2 separate regions of the Mus musculus genome follow, and region 1 is linked to region 2. A link is a contact called in public Hi-C data. All regions are on one chromosome and are shown on one strand. The core of a region is the stretch at or near the end of the contact, and the rest is flanking DNA. Distances in the headings are between cores, read along the strand shown. Region 1 has its middle 16 kb from the start of Gm24006. Region 2 has its middle 25 kb from the start of Gm31568.

Region 1 (2,700 bases), core at 26-2,525, 92 kb before region 2:
AAAATAAAAAAAATTTAAAGAAAACACCACAAAAAACAAAACAAAACAAATCAAGGTGGGGTCTTGTCCTAAGTCCCTAAGGAACTCCTATAGGAATCACCTCTTAAAGGGCCACAACTCCCCAAAACACCACCCTGAAGACTAAAACCCAAACAAGGCCCAAAACTGATTTATGCAAGTGGTTCTCATCTTCTTTGGTGACAGTTATTCCTTTTAGAATCAACTACATGATATGGAACATCCCAGAGAATCTATGTATGCATAATTTTAAATGATTCATAATGTAAAAGGTTCCACAGAATATTGGTATGTATGTAATTCAGACCAATATCTTCCATGTTTAATTTATCTTACTTTGCATTTGGTGCCAGAGATTTGAGTCCACATCCACTGCAGACTGTGACGTGCACCTTACTGCTATTGAGCTTCAAATTCAGACTCCCTTCCTGTTTCTCATTTAAAATAGAAAAAAAAGTGAGCTCACAAAAAAGAAAGTTTCAAAGCCAAACAAGCAATTAAAATGGGAAGGCAAGATTAGCATCTGTGCCAGGCATGGTGGCACACGCCTTTAATCCCAGGACTTGGGAGGCAGAGGTAGGTGAATTTCTGAGTTCGAGGCCAGCCTGGTCTACAGAGTGAGTTCTAGGACAGCCAGGGCTACACAGAGAAACCCTGTCTCAAAAAACAAAAAACAAAAACAAAAACAAAAACAAAAAAAAAAAAAGGAAAAAAAAAAAAGATTAGCATCTGTGCTGTTAAACCACACACACTGTTTTTTTTTCCTATGTCTCATCATCTTTCTGAGAAGAGAGGGCAAAGCTATAATCTCTCAAAATTCTCTAGTTTCTTTCATTTTATTAAAACTCTAAGCATATAACAAGGTGTTTTCTATGCTGACATATCACCAGCTACTTAATTTACGAGAAAAATAGCTTTTTTGGCTATTTTCCAACTTTAACACACCGAAGGCTCAGGTAGTAGTCCTATAGTAAATAGACTGTGTTTCACACTGACTATAAACTATGATAATACTTCAGAAAGAATATGGTCGTCTGCCTCAAGCTTATTTGAACAGAGAACAATAGGTATGTGCAGTATTCCAAGGGACAGCAATTGTGGAAATACTCCAGTTGGGTACCCAGGCCTATGTGTCACTTCCTGCATCATGGTAGAACCTTGCCCTTTTGGCAGAATCATTAGTATTTAATCTTGTGGCATATGTAAATCACACATTTTTTATTGGCGTTGCTTCTGAACCATCCAGGTATACATGTTTTGGGGCAGCCTGTCCCCATTCTCCTTACTTGGGCCTCAGATAGATTGCTCCTTCATATCAGCAGCAGTTTCAGTCTTGAATTGTTGTGTAAGAATCTCTGAAAGTTATGGCTGAAAAATTGTGCTTTATGATTTCCTTGGACCCTTTGTGTTGACTGAGTTCAGCTGGGTAGAATTATCTTATTCCTGTTGCCAGGCAGTGAATCAGGCTGAAGTCGTTAGACTGCCTGAGTGAACTTCTGCCCTGCCTTGCATGAAGCGGATCTCCATTGTCATCCAGAAGCTCAAATGGACCCGCCAAGCAGAATTTCTATCTTCTCCAGTTGACTCGAATTTTCCTCCTGAGGCAGTCACTGAGAGCTGGAAGGGACATCTCAGGAACCAGGACTAAGAAATACGGTTGGAAACTGCATGAGTTCTTAGGGGCTACAACTTAGAAACCATAGATCATCTCTTCCATCACACGCCTCGAGGTGAGCAAGTCTCTAGGGTAAGCTCATATCCAAGGGAATGGGAATTAAACTCTACATCTTAATACAGGTGTAGTATTAGATTTTTTTTTTTTTTACTAATCAAAACATTTGTTACTTTGCATTGTAAAGCCTATTTACTTGAATGTATTGCTCTAATATGAATTTGACAATTCTCCCAAAAAATCCATGGGTTAATAGTTTGGCTTGCAACTCATTTCAGTATTGGAAGATAATAAAACTTTTAAGTTATGAGGCCTAGTTAAAGCAAGTTAGGTCACTGGAAATGTGCCCTTAAATACTGAATTAAATAAGGTTCTCTAGAGCAGTGTTTCTCAACTTGTTAATTGCAGCCCCTTTAGTAAACCTCTGTCTCCAAAAATATTTACATTACAATTCATAACAATAACAAAATTACAGTTATAAAGTAACAACAAAAATAATTTTATGGTTCAGGATCACCATAACATAAGGAACTGTATTAAAGAGTTGTAACATTAGAACAGTTGAAGTCCCAGATATCAGGAAAGCAAGAGGCTCCCAGGATCCAATGGAGATGAAAGGAGCTGAAATTCCCAACCAAGGGGAGGGAGAACCTGTAGATACCATATCCAGAGGTTAGGCAAGGACCCTGGTTGAGGGATGAGGCCACCCACTTATCTCCAATTTTTTTCACCCAGAATTGCTCCTGTCTAAAGGAAATATGGGGACAAAGTGTGGAGCAGAGACTGAAGGAAAGGCCATCCAGAGACTGCCCCACCTGGGGATCCATTCCATATACAGACAACAAACCCAGACGCTATTGCAGATGCCAAGAAGTGCCTGTTGACAGGAGCCTGATATAGCTGTCTCCTGAGAGGCTCTGCCAGAGCCTGATAAATACAGGTGTTGATGTTTGCAGCCAACCATTGGACTAAGCACAGGAACCCCAAATGAAGGAGCTAAGGGAAAGGAC
Region 2 (2,700 bases), core at 117-2,616:
AAGAATATGGGAGAAATTACTCCGGGCATCTCAGACTTCTCTCCTTTGACTCATTCTGCCACCCAGAGGAGACTCTATTTTCTAATTGACATTAAAAAAAATAGTATTAAGGAACAATACATGCCAGAGAAAGTACTTTCAAACTTGAACAATGATGAATCATGTAGAGAGCTTGTTGAAATTCATATCATGACTCAGTTGGGCTCAGACTTGTTCCCACATTCAGATGCCGGTCACTAAATTCAACCACCATATTCTTTGAGTCAGGAAATGATCGCTCCCACAGAAAAGGGATGAGGTAACGATGTCATACAAGACTCAGTCAGCCACCAGTCAGAGCAGAAACTGAACCAGTTCCTGGGGGCTGGTTTGGGGGGGGGGCAGGTTTTAAATGTGAATTTGTTTTAAAGTTGCAGTCAGTTGAAGGTATATCTGTATTACAGATGCATGCAAGTAAGGCTCCACTCCACTAAAAAGTAGAAATTATTTACCTGGAGTTATTTTTTTTTTATGTTGCTGTTAGTGTTTTATTTTTTTTATTTTTTTTATTACGTATTTTCTTCAATTACATTTCCAATGCTATCCCAAAAGTCCCCCCCCCACTCCCCTACCCACCCATTCCCATTTTTTGGCCCTGGCATTCCCCTGTACTGGGGCATATAACGTTTGCCTGACCAATTTACCTGGAATTATTAACTGGGAAAGATAAGCAACTCAAACACCAATTGCTACACTGCTTTGCTTGAACCACAACATGAGGAATGGCATACAATCTAAAATGGAAAAAAATCTCTAGAAAACTTGGAAGTAAGGGGCTACATGCCAGCACGTTACTGGGAAATTAATGTAGTCAGGGTAATAAACTCTCACTGAACTGAAACAGAGATATGCAGAGTCACCTTAAGAAAATAGAAACTCGACAAAGCCCACAGCACCTGGCTCCAGACTAATTCGAGGAGCTGATATATCTAAGGAAAAGAAGTATTCTTCATAAAGTTGGCCAGCATAGAGGCTTATAAAAGGCTAATCACGGTGTCTGTTTACTGGGAAAAGAGCCCCAGCTCAAGAATGTAGGAAAGCTGGCATCATCTATCCTCATCATGGGAAAAGCCGACTTACAGGACAGAACTAGTAGACTACAGCTCATTCTATGAATCTCGTTGAGGGGGTAAGATTTCACTAAGACAAAGGGACATGGTTTATTTCTACAGAGGCAGAGCTATGGCTGCTTTGTCACTATAGTTTGAAGAAGGGCTATATGGCTCACAAAACCTAAAACATTTGTTGTCTGACTGTTTAGAGAAGAACTTTCAAAACTTTATAAAACCCTTAACCAGGTAATTGGTTCCCGTCACTTTGATTCCACGCACCTCAAGCAAACTCGTGGTTTCGGTTTTGTTTCATAGGTCAGACACCAACAGCGGCAAGTGTCTCCCACAGCTCTTGGTTATTTTTAACTTATTTCTAGCCTAGATTTGGGGATTATTTTTTTTTTCTCATAGTGTCTGGGAGCTTGCCCTATCTGAATCATTTCCGTGAGTAATAGTTAGTTCCCTTTTCAATATGCTTTGTAAAATAAAGAAAATGAAACGCAATTCCCTGCACTTAGGAGGAAAACAGCTATGCATGTCGACTGTAGTAGGCTTCTTACTCATTCTGGAAAAGATCGGGGTTAAGGGCGAGCAGCAGGCCAGGGCCCAAAGCTGCACTTCACAGGGTTCTGTTTACTTCGGTTGTCATAGGAGCAGGACCCATCTTTACTCCCACGAAGGAAGGCAGACAGTCTCCCCAGATTCCAATGTTTCATTTCTGACTCGTAGAAGTCTCTGCTTTATTTTTAAACTTGACTTTTTCTTTTACTTCTTTCGATATTTTTATTTGAATTTCACATCTTCATGTGTTTGGCACAGATAAGATCCTCATATGAGCAGAACACGGTATGCTAGTTGCAAATTCCTTTCAATGACTCCCAGCAGGATCCATTTACTTGCTATAATTTATTGGATATTTTATCATTGTATAACCAACATTTGTTGAGTATATACCACATTGTGGATACCATAGCTAGTTTAGCCATCTGCAGGAAACGTTTGTTTCCTTTGTAGAGTCCATGGTTAAAGTATAATGGGGTGAATTTGACAACTCATCCTATATTAAGACACTCAACCCCTCCAAATTTCCTTAACAGCTAAGTTATTCTTTTCTAATAGATCTTTCACACATCTTTGATAACAGTCATGAAATAATACCTTGATAACCTACAAGGTAAGACATAATTTTCACATCTATCGCGCTGTCAATAAGGACAGTATTTATATTTGTATTTTGTTGTTTATTTATTGCATTCCACAGATGTCACAACAGCCTCTTTCCCTCAATGCAGCATCTCTAAGCATGGTGGGGAACAGTTTCCTGTTGGTGCACCGGGCTCTTTATGAATTTATCCATTTCACACTGAGAACTATCTAATTGTCTTTAGCTTCCATCTAAGGCAGTCCAATGGCCTTGCCTCTGAGTCACTGTGGAGTTTGGCCTGGTGATCCCTTCAGTACAGTAGACTGGAGATACAGAACTGACATCCTTCCCAGTGTTTTGCAAGCTTTGGGTGGCTCGTGTGGCTGTAGAGTTAACGGTGCCATCCAGAACACTCAGCAATATTTTCCCATTTAGAGGAAGAGCAAAAGGAGGAGGGAACTTAAT

The links. Hi-C and Micro-C count contacts between places; a contact is called where the count stands out from the background.
Region 1: a Hi-C map of the G1E-ER4 cell line shows a contact between it and region 2, with 2.2 times the contacts expected there. A contact is called at or near these places in 4 of 39 promoter capture datasets (the HPC-7 cell line, liver and stem cell-derived epiblast-like cells), 2 of 484 Hi-C or Micro-C datasets (the G1E-ER4 cell line and embryonic stem cells) and 1 of 130 datasets of targeted methods (CD8 T cells).

What each region holds. Positions count from the first base shown.
Region 1 is chr19:35,218,041-35,220,740 of GRCm38.p6, reverse strand. No RefSeq gene overlaps it. Among named protein-coding and RNA genes, the nearest start is that of Gm24006, 16 kb to the right of the region's middle.
Region 2 is chr19:35,125,682-35,128,381 of GRCm38.p6, reverse strand. No RefSeq gene overlaps it. Among named protein-coding and RNA genes, the nearest start is that of Gm31568, 25 kb to the left of the region's middle.